Regions from separate parts of the Sus scrofa genome. Here regions 1 and 3 are each linked to region 2. A link is a contact called in public Hi-C data. All regions are on one chromosome and are shown on one strand. The core of a region is the stretch at or near the end of the contact, and the rest is flanking DNA. Distances in the headings are between cores, read along the strand shown.

What was found. Hi-C and Micro-C count contacts between places; a contact is called where the count stands out from the background.
Region 1: a contact with region 2 is called in a Hi-C map of liver, with 8 times the contacts expected there. The contact joins the promoter of SLC27A1 here to the promoter of DDA1 in region 2. A contact is called at or near these places in 1 of 47 Hi-C or Micro-C datasets (liver) and 1 of 2 datasets of contacts at active chromatin or transcription factors (alveolar macrophages).
Region 3: a contact with region 2 is called in a Hi-C map of liver, with 3 times the contacts expected there. The contact joins the promoter of HAUS8 here to the promoter of DDA1 in region 2. A contact is called at or near these places in 1 of 5 promoter capture datasets (fetal liver), 4 of 47 Hi-C or Micro-C datasets (fetal heart ventricle, heart right ventricle and liver) and 1 of 2 datasets of contacts at active chromatin or transcription factors (alveolar macrophages).

The regions. Positions count from the first base shown.
Region 1 is chr2:60,233,658-60,237,001 of Sscrofa11.1, forward strand. SLC27A1 (solute carrier family 27 member 1) reads right to left here and starts at 1,931. Exons shown (of 13, transcript NM_001083931.1): 1 at 1,820-1,931; 2 at 1-76. The coding sequence starts at 75.
Region 2 is chr2:60,375,355-60,379,163 of Sscrofa11.1, forward strand. It overlaps DDA1 (DET1- and DDB1-associated protein 1), which reads right to left and starts at 1,632. Exons shown (of 5, transcript XM_021083567.1): 1 at 1,479-1,632. The coding sequence starts at 1,481. MRPL34 (39S ribosomal protein L34, mitochondrial) reads right to left here and starts at 3,613. Exons shown (of 2, transcript XM_021083568.1): 1 at 3,385-3,613; 2 at 2,550-3,201. The coding sequence starts at 3,458. The coding sequence ends at 2,988.
Region 3 is chr2:60,566,210-60,569,803 of Sscrofa11.1, forward strand. It overlaps HAUS8 (HAUS augmin-like complex subunit 8), which reads left to right and starts at 1,366. Exons shown (of 11, transcript XM_021083576.1): 1 at 1,366-1,634. The coding sequence starts at 1,606. It overlaps MYO9B (unconventional myosin-IXb), which reads right to left and starts at 1,270. Exons shown (of 42, transcript XM_021083575.1): 1 at 1,168-1,270.

The DNA of each region.
Region 1 (3,344 bases), core at 681-3,180, 140 kb before region 2:
GGTCCACGGCAACCCCAGCAACCATAGCAGGACCAGAGACGCCACAGAAGCCGAACACGCACCTGGAGTCCGCATCCTGGGGAGGCGGAGAGCTCTGAGGCCCGAGCCCCGCCCCACGACCAGCCCAACTCCGCCCCCAGGTCGAGCTCCTCTCTTTTAGAGTAAGGCCCCGCCCCATGCGTGAGAATGGGCTTGTCTCATACAGACCCCGCCCCCAGGCCAGGGCTCCGCCCCGTCCCAAATTGGGCACGTCTCCTTACGCCTAGCCCAGCCTTTTCTGTCAATCATTAGCAAAGGCCACTCTCCCAGAAACAGCTCTTCCGTCCCGTCAGCCACTGTCAGGCCCACCCCAATCCTCTACGTAGCGACTATTCTGGGACCCAAGCTCCTCCCTAACGACTTGGCCCCCAAGCCTAGGCTCCACCTTGGCCCCCACCACAGACCCAGGCCATTCCTAGTCACTCGACCAGGTCCCGCCCCCATGCGACACTACACCTCTGTTCTTGGTCCCAGAATCCACCAGCCCAGAGTGCTTGGCTTTCCTCCAGGTGCCACCTCTACCCACCCCCACTATTCATTTGGCCCCGCCCACAAGCACAAACCCATTCCAGTTTCGCTCGTCAAGAACCAAGTTGGAACTATGACCACGCCCACAAGCATACGCCCCGCCCTCTCTGAATGAGGCCCCGCCCCTGTAACTGAAGCCCCGCCCCCAGCCTAGGGCCTAGCCGGCATTCCCGGGCCCAAGTTCTACTGGCACCGGCCCCGCCCTCAAGCTTTGAACCAGTCACCACCTTCCGGGCTTATTTCGTCCCACCTAGCAACCTAGGCCCCGCCCCACCTGCCCTCCGGGCAGGCTCTCTTCAGACCTGTCGGGCTTATAGCCCCTCTGCCGAGATCCGCCCCCTTCCGGAGGCCACGACCATAGAGAGGGCCCCTTGGCCAGAGAGACGACGGCCAACAAGACCTGGGGGCTAGAACGCCCCAGCAAGGACGGCCGCTGTCTCCATGACAACTAAATTTCTCCAGCTACCAGCTTCCCTTCCCTACCTCCCCATCCCTCCCTGCGTGGAGTTTAGGAAACCCGTGAGTGCCTCAGCCGAGAGGTATAGCTCCCAGGCGCCCCCGGCCCAAGCCCTAATGGCAACCAGGATCCCTACCCCTGCGGACTAGAAACGCCCAATTCACACTCAGGGCCTGCCTGTACTGGATTCTTGTTCTAAATGCAATTCCCAAAGCCTCTTCGGTTTTAAACACACTTTCCCGGAGTTCCTGTTGTGGCACGGCGGAACGAATCCGACAAGGAACCATGAGGTTGCGGATTCGATCCCTGGTTAAGGATCCCGCGTTGCCGTGAGCTGTGGCGGCTCAGATCCCGCGTTGCTGGGGCTGTGGTGTAGGCCGGCAGCTGTAGCTCCAGTTGGCCCCCTAGCCTGGGAACCTCAATATGCCGCCAGTGCAGCCCTGAAAAGCCCGCGCGGGGGGGGGGGGGGGGACGGGACCACATTCCAGGGATCTGGAACCCACAGCCTAGGCAAGAAGATCCAATCCCCATCTCACTCTTAAAGCTATATTCCAAGAACCCAGCTAAATTCCAAATCTATATCCCCACATCTTGTCAATTAAGTCTCAATGTTATCACTCCAGCACCCCAAGGAGAACAAAATCCACACACTAGGTCCCCACCCTTCCACAGAGTCCTAGGGTCCTAAACGCTCACCTAGAGACCCTAAAGCCCTCCCCCTGATCAGGCGAAGGCACGTGCTGGCCAGGCTACCCACCACCGTATTCCCTGGCTGACCTGGAGCTGCTCACTGACCTTCAGTCTTTGTTCTGTCGCCAGCTCCCAGAAGTTCAGGCAGTAGGCAGGCTGGGACAGTGAGGCTAAGACAGAGGTCCCTACACCTTCCGGGCTTCTGTTTGTGCAGACTCCTGGGGACTGCTCTGTGTTGTGCCCATGTGGGCCTCTGCCTTGGATCCCTCTCTCCAAGCTCCCTCTCTTCTGCACCCCTGCCCACCCCACCCTTGCTCGTTTTCTGCCCTGTTTGGCTGACCTTCTCAGCATTCTCCTTGGGAGGCAGCCAGGGCCTGCTTCCGGCACCATTTGGAGGACAGAACTGGGCAGGCGCTCACCCCCCTCTTCCCCAAGCTGCCATCAGTCCCTTCAGGCTGCCTAGGGTGGATGGAATGGGGATGAAGAGGCAGATGAGAGGTCTGGCACTGGTCCCCCTACTTTCTCAGCCAGGTGTCAGTGAAGTCAGCAATGCTCAGTAACCCCAGCCGCACTCTTATCCTGCCAGGTAGTGCTATTGTGATCACCCTATTTTACAGGTAAAGAAACTAAGGCCTTTTCTTGCTAGCTGGAGTTGAGATTCATTCGTTCACAAATGTGGGCAGAGGGGTTCCCTGGTGGCCTAGTGCTTAAGAATTTGGCACTGTCACTGCTATGGCTCGGGTTCTATGCACAACCAAAAAAAAAAGACAAATGTGAGGAGTTCCCACTGTGGCATGGTGGGTTAAGAATCTGACTTCAGGGCTCGGGTAACTGCAGAGGCACAGAATCAATCCTCAGCCTGGCACAGTGGTTTGAAGGATCTGGCATTGCTGCAGCTGCTGCATAAGTCAAAGCTGCAGCTGGGGTTCCATTCCTGGCCCGGGAAGCTCCATAGGCCAGGGGTGTGGCCATAAAACAAAACAAAACAAAACAAGAGTTCCCGCGGTCGTGGCGCAGCAGAGGCAAATCCGACTAGGAACCATGAGGTTGCAGGTTCGATCCCTGGCCTCGCTCAGTGGGTTAAGGATCTGGCATTGCCGTGAGCTGTGGTGTAGGTTGTAGATGCAGCTCGGATCCCTAGTTGCTGTGGCTCTGGCAGAGGCCGGTGGCAACAGCTCCAATTGGATCCCTAGCCTGGGAACCTCCATATGCCACGGGTGTGGCCCTAAAAAGACAAAAAAACAAAAAACAAAAAACAAAAAAAACCAACAACCACAACAAAAACAAATGTGGGCAGAGAACTTGCTCCCCTTTCTCCACTCCCTCCCCCTCCTCCTCTCCTTTCAGTCTTCCTTAAACTTCTCCTGCCTCTTCTTCATCTTGCCCTGATTCCCTCTGTTCCCCCAGTTTCCTCCCGCTCTCCTTGTGCCTCCCATTCTCCTTCCCCTCTTCAAGTTTCTCCCTCCCTTCCCTGCTTTGCTTTCCTCCACTTCCCCACCTTGCTCTTCCTCTCTCTATTCCCTCCCCTCCTCCACCCAGTCCTCCTTCCCCTCTCCCCTCCCGTCCCTCCTCCCCACCAGTCCCCTTCCCCTTCTCTGCCTTCTCTTCCTGGCTTCCCTCCTTCCCCCTT
Region 2 (3,809 bases), core at 382-2,881:
TTGGAGCGTGAAAATGTGAAAACAAGGCCACTGTGGCTGAAGCTCAAGGGGGTGGGGGGTAAAAAGATGAGGTCACAGAGATGGGCAGGGACCTTGGAGACTGAGGGGGAGCTGGGGTTTCATTGGGGTTACAACAGGAAACCCCTGGAGTGTTTTGTAAGCTAGAAAGTGGTATAATCTGACTGACATCTTTAAAAACTCCCTCTGGTTCTGGACTGCCAGTGGGGCTGGATGGAGAGAAGGAGACCAGGGAGGAGGCTGCAGCAGGTGTTCAGGTGAGAGGTAGAGGTGCCTGGACCAGGGTGGGGAGCCAAGGACAAAATTAGAATTCATTCTGGAGGCAGAGCCAACAAAACCCACTATGGTCTGGGCGTGGGCAATGAGGCTGCAGCAAGGAATCAAGGACAACACCCAGGCTTGGGGATCCACGTGCTAGGAATGCACTTATCAGTTTCCTATACCCTTTGTGACAAGAAGTCTTCTTTTGCCCATCCCCCACCACACCCCAAGGACTGTGGCTTGTGGGCTGGGACCCTGAGTCCAGGACCAATGGGATTTGACTTGCCCTGACAAAAGCTTTCATTACCCCTGTCAGCCCTGAAGATGTCAAGTAGTGTGGGGAACGGAGGGGGCTTCAACCCAACTCTGAGGCTGTGTCACACTTCACAGGTGGAGACAGGAAACCCCAAAGAACCATCAGACCCAAATCCCAGGATGAGTGAGCGGCCCAGGGGGGATTTTAACCTCCCAACCACGAGCTGGCATTAACCCAACTTCAAGATGAGGAGACAGCTGAGAGGGGATGTCAACATCCCTGAGTAACCCAGCTCATCTGTTGAGCGTTCACCATCCCAAGCTCTTTAAGACGTCAGTTCCCTAAATTATCGCAATCGTATGAGGTCTGAACTATTGCTACCCCCATTTAACAGAGGTAGGGCCTGGTGATTGGAGAGACGAAGTTACTCCCTCTTAGAGCTGGTCAGGGCAGAAATCTGGAGGTGGGGTCGGGGGACTGGGGCAGTTTGCGATGTCGCACTTCCTTTGGCGACAAAGCCCCGCACGTCAAGGCATCAAGCCCCTTCCCCGCCCCGACGCTCAGGCCGGCCTCCTAAGCCCTCTCAAACTGGAAAAGCCCAGGCCTACCGCGCGGAGAACGGGACCTGAGATGGGGGTCTTGGGGGACCCCATACCCACCCCTAGGCTATTTCCGGGGGGACCGCGACCCGGAAATGAATGACTTGTCAGGGCCTGAAAGCTTAGGTGGGTCAGGGGTCGGAGATGGAGCCAGGGCGAGGTCAGCAGGAAGCTCGCAGCAGGGGTCTAGGGGTCGAAGGGCACGGGTCAAAGGGAGGGGCGGGCCGGGCTAGAGGGGGCCAGGCAGGACGGTGAGGGGCCAGGGGGATTACTGGGGGTGGGTGGGCCCGCGGCGCCATTTTGTCAAGAGAAGGGGGGAGTACGGCCCCGGCAGCCACCCTCACCATCTTCTGTTTCCTCCGTCGCCTCCTCAGCCACCGTCTCTGCTGCCGCCGCCGCCACCACAGCCGCCTTCTTAGCCGCCGCCGCACAGTAACTTCCAGCCACCGCACAGCCCACACTGATGGTGTGGCCGCCCGTCCGTCATTGGTCCGCCCTCTAGCCCCGCCTCTAGGCTATAAGGTCTTTGCGCGCTCCCATTGGCCTGATCTAACTAAGTCACGCGCCCATTGGACGTCACGCCTCCTCCCTTCGTGGTCAAGTTCGGTTGAGGGAGCAAAACCCCGCCCGGGAATTGCAAGAGAGGGGCAGCGAACTCCGGAAGTGGGCGGAGGCTGCCCCCAAAGCCTCTTGGAATTTGTAGTCTGCGGCACCTGGAGGTCCCGGAGGTGGGGACCCACCATGACACTCTCAGCCTCCTCCCCAGGGTCCCAATCTTAGGTTTCAGCATATCTAAGCTATTCCACACTAGCTGCTTGAATTATCTTTGAACTGACAACCCAGACTCTTCTTCGAACACTTCCCGTGACTCCTCATTACCCCAAGGGTTCAGTCCCACCTCCTCGGCCCCATATCCTGGGCCCCTCCAGCCAAATTCGTCCACCTTTTATGCTGACCCCTCTCTAGTCCCTCCTTCCTTCGGCCCTCCCACACCCTGCCATCTCTTCCTGGAAGCCTTCCCTGTGTTCTTCCCAATGCCAAGTCGGGTGCTTCCTCATGGCCCCATAGCCCTCACCACCCTCTTACCAGCCCTGACTCCACTATGTCCAAACTGCCTGCGTACGAATCTACCTCCCAACTCCTCACCAGCCTGACAGCCTGGACAGAACAAGGATTTATTGAGGAAGTACTCCTCAGGTTACTAAGGGGAAGTTAGTATTATTACTCCAGCAACAACACAGCAAGGGAGAAACGAGCACCTGATTTTGTAGAAGCCAGATAAGCCTCAGAGAGTTAAGGTCTTGCTCAAAGTCACATAGCCCATCCCCAAGGGGCAGGTGGTTGGGTTCATATCCCTCCCAACTCTCCACAAGCCTTCCTAGAACCGTGGGAATCACGACATTTTACAACACAAGTGAAAATGTGAACATTTATTAGACTTTCAATGACTAAAAGAACTGATAACTTTTTTTCAGCTGTGAAAAGTTTTGTGAATATGTATTAAAGAGCCCTTATCTTGAAGAGGTGCCTTCTGAAATATTTACAGAATAATCTGACGCCTGAGATTTGCATCTCAGGAGGGGGCAGGATGGGTTGTGGGTAATTGGTCACTAGACTGTTGCGTTAAGTTCGAAATTCTTCCTAATTCAAAAGCGTAAAAAAGCACCGGGCAAGGTCTGACTTCCACTCCTTTTTCCAGTATAATACCAGATTTCTTCCCCTGGGCCAATGTGAGGGATATTCATGTCCGTCCGAATCCCAGTCGTCCTGCTCTCCAGCTCTCCACAAAAACAGCCACAGGCTAAGCGAGGGAAATGATTTAATGAGGGGTCCAGGCGGCAGCGTCGCCCTTCTCAATGGCTCAATGATTTTCGGCCCTTGTGCATGCGACGAAGAATGACTTGGACCCCGGTTGGCGTTCTCAAGCGCCGGACCCAACCATGCTTGTGCTTGCGTTTGATGTTACTCGGCTGATACTCGTTCCCGCGCGCCTTGCCCCGGGTCTGCTGCATGGCGGGGAGTCCCCATGTATCCGGGAACCCCAGCCAGGCCTGGGGCTGGAGCCACCTGCCCGGTCAGAGAAAAAGCGAGAAAGGTCAGAAAAGATTGCTGTGTGACTGCTGCGTGGCGCTCAACCTCGAGTTCGCAAGGCATTGGAAGGAAGGTCATGTCGTTGGTAAATAGCTGGGGTCAGCCCCTCGACTCCGCTCTTACTCCCAGATTTGGGAAGGGGACCCACTGAGGACTCACCTGCCACCTACTAGCGCCGCTGACCTACTGACGGGGTCCAAGAGGCGACCCACGGATCTAGCCAAGAAAGCCATGTCCAGCCGCCGGCACTCCGTCCAGTGGCAGCTATTCCGAAACCCGTAGGTTCCGCAGCTGCGAACGAGGACTTCTGGGAGTTGTAGTTTTTCCTACAGCGGAGCCTTCCTTGCCGCGGGGGCCTCCCGGAATTGTAGTTCTACGTCTGCGCGCCCACACCTTAGGCGTGAGCGTCCTTGCACACAGGCGCATGTAATTTTTCAGATGGACCAGCAGGTGGCAGGAGAACGGCGCCTCCTCAGCAGACGCTTGCGTACAGAGCATTAAGTCCCCGGGTCTGCTAGGAGTTGTAGTTTCTTTTCCTGCAGACCCGAGGAGGGTACACTTGGGTGACGGTGGCGCAGCTGGTG
Region 3 (3,594 bases), core at 116-2,615, 190 kb after region 2:
CAGACAAAGAGGTACAGGAGAGGCTTTCCCTTAAAGACCCCTGGCCTACAGGGCGCCTGCTGGCTGCTATGCCTCTCCCAGGCTGAGCAAGCTCAGAGCCGCTGGGGGACAGATTTCCTGTATGTCGTTTTACCCATTTAAGTCCAAGGATGCAACTCGGAGGAGGTGGTGACAGCTTAGCACATGCGGGTTCTGTGCACACCCACCCCCCTCCCCGCTGAAACCCAGTTCCGGTCCCATAGCGGGCCCAATAGCACCTTCCTTGCTCTCTAGAACCCCCGGGCTCTGGCCAGCCCTGTCTTAGGAGGAGAGTGTTGGGTTTTCAAGTCCTGAATACCACCCAGAAGGCGCTGGGACTAGCCTGGCTCACCCAGCAGTTGGGGGCAAAGTCAGGAATAAGATGAATCAAGAGGGGGACAGGAAGGCCCTCGAATCTCCATGGGCTGCACCCCAACATCGGAACCGGGCCACTTTAGTCCTTTCATTTCCTTTAGTCTTTTCCTTCCTCCCCTCCTCCCCAGGCGCTCCCTGGACCGGACCTCAGCTGTTTCTTGCCTTGACTTCTACCCCCGCTTCTGCCTCTCCTCCCCTCCCCCATTTCTCCTCTTACCAATTCGGCCAGCCACCGTACCACTGGGTTCAGAACCCCTCGCGTTTATTGAGCAACCACTGAGTCCTAGGCACTGCCCTCCCTCAGGCACTATTCCTCTACCTCTTCAACCGCAGGAAGACGCCCCCAGGCCGTCCTGCACCCCTTCCCTCCCAATCGCACCCCGACTGTTCCCCCAGCGGCCTCGCTCCTCTCAACCCCCAGCTTGGGCCTCTCAACCCCGCCTCTTTGCCTCTCCCCCTCCCAGCCCCATTTCCTGCGACCCTCCAACTACCACTTAAGCCACGTCCTCCACAGAGAAGCTGCTCAAAGCCACAAGATCTGCCTCCACACCCGCCCAAAAACTCCTTCACCAGACTCATCACATCAACTTTCCTTCATCCTCCCATTCCCACTCCGTCTCCTGCAAACCCTCCGCGACACCCACGCTCGTTCCCGCCCCCTAGACCCCTGCCTTCGCGCCCCCCCAATAACCCTCAGATCCGTCCCTCCACAAGGCAGCCCGCCGATGAGAGCTTCAAGATCGAACACTCAACCCGCGGCCGCCCGGCACTCACCTGGGCCTCGGCCGCCGCGCGCCGCCGGTCCCGGGCCGGATCCCCGCCCGGCAGCCAGCCCGCTGCTCCTCGGGCCGCTCCGCCCCGCCGCGCCCGCGGCTCCCCCGCGCGCTCCCGCTTCCGGGTTCCGGAGGGGCGGGGTCCGGGGGGCGTGACGCCAGCGCGCTAGGGGGCGGGGACCCCTAAACCACGCCCATCACTTCCGACCCGGCCCCTGCCACCGGCCCATGCCACCGCCCCCTGCCACTGGTGGGCGAAACCAAGTGTGAGGGGAAGGCAGAGAGGCGCACGCGGAGGAGTCGCCCGCTCTGCCTACAGCCACACTCATCACGGCCCGCGGCAACCCCTCCTGAGGCGTCTCAATGTGGCCTGGTCGAGGTGGGGGCGGGGGCGCGGGCGCGGACTTGAAGAGCAGGCCTTTGAGTTGAAGGCGGGAAAATGGCGGATACCTCGGGGCGTGGCGCTGGGTGAGTTGAGATGCTGCGGGTCTGGATTTGTGGGTGCCAGTGGAGGGCCATGGTCGAGCGCTAGGGACAGAAGGGCAGCAGAGTTGGGGAGCGAGGGTCCTCGGGGAGAGTCCGGATCTGACCCGTCCGAGAACCATGGAGGATGCGTAGGTTCTGGGAGGTGGGATGCAGCCCATGCGCATGCCCTGCAGCGTGGGCTCAGGACCAGAGGTTGAGTTCGAGTCCCTGGTCAAGCCTGCTAGATCCTGGGTCATCTCTGGCGAGTGGCTTAAACTTCTTTGCCTCGCTTTCCTCCGCGGGCTGATGACGCTACCGCTCAACCTTGTAGGCTTAGTGGGTGGTTTCAAAGCGTTTAAAACAGTGACTGGACCCTAAAAGTGGTCCTTTGTTATTACAATTATCATTTTGCAGTGGACAAAGGAGATGATGGAGTTTTAGGGAGGGAAGGTCATTTGCTCAGGCCCACACAGCAAGAGCAAGGGTTAGGGTTAGGTAACATTTCCCTGGTGCCAGGCATGATTCCTGGGCTGTGTTTATTTGTTCATTCCACAATGTCTTTTGTGCCTGTGTGAATTAAAATTGAGTAGGCCATGTGAAATCACTTTTGTTTCCTCCACCTGATCTCGGAGAGACAGGAGTGACTAATGACTTGAAGTTAGATCTTAACTGCTCAGGAATTGAACTTGGGCAGCCTGGGTGAAAATCAGGAATCCTAGCCCCTAGACCAGCTGGATGCTAGAAGCAAAATCGCCCTAATTCTTGAATCGATTGAAAGCAAGAATATTTCAAGGAGGCAAAGCCTGAAAAAACAGGCACAAAGTTTATATGACCTGTATAAACCTACAGTCCTTGTCTGGAAAATGAAGATAAAGCAGGTCAACTGTTAGGTATTTTTAGGGTTGGGAGGATTCCAAGGAAGGAGCAGAGCAGGTGGCACCCAGCCAGCATTTGTTAAAGTTGCTTCTCCCTGCTGTGCCTGGAGGCGTCCCCCACCATGGCCTGGGTCTCACTTTGGTGTCCCCAGAGCCTACTACACAGAAGGAGGCTGCAGTGAGCTGAGCACGGGGACCACCACTGCTGTCACCAGTGGAGCCTGTCGTGTAACATCAGCAGGATTTACAGCATCCAGGCTCCTGTCTGGTATCCACTTGCCCAAACTGGACCCAGCTCTCCCATACCTGCCAACTAATTAGTCAGTGATTCTTAAATTCATGGAACCCAGTCCCCTATCACATCAGGCTTTGTTCTTTTTTTATTATTTTTCATTTTTTTGTCTTTTTAGGGCCCCGCCTGTGGCACATGGAGGTTCCCAGGCTAGGGGTTGAATCAGAGCTGTAGCTGCCAGCCTACACCACAGCCACAGCAACACCAGATCCTTAACCCACTGAGCAAGGCCAGGGCTCAAACCCTCCATCTCATGGTTCCTAGTCGGATTCGTTTCCACTGCGCCACAATGGGAACTCCCAACAACCTAATTTTAGAACATATTAGAACCACCAATCTGTGTTTCTGTCTCTATGGATTTGCCTCTTTTGGACATTTCACATCAGGGGAATCATACAAGCCTTATGTGCTTGGCTTCTTTGACCCAGGGTAACATTTTTGTGATTCATCTTTTTCAGCATATATCAGCACTTCATTCCTTCTTAGGGCTGAATAATATTCAGGGTTCATTTTTTCTTGACAGGAGTTTTGCAGCAGACTTCTCTCCCCTGCGCCCCATCACTCATTCTCCATGACAGCAGATCCGCAACCTCAAGTGCTGTCATATAGGGCAAGGTCATCTCTGGAATGGGGGCGCCCTATGCATTATAGGGTGTTGAGCAGCATCCCTGGTCTCCACCCATTAGGCTGATAGCTGCTCCCTCTGTTGTGACAATCACAGATGTCTTCACAGGTTTCCAAATGTCTCCCAGGAGTCAGAATTGCCCTCCATTGAGCACCCCTGAGTGATTTGTCT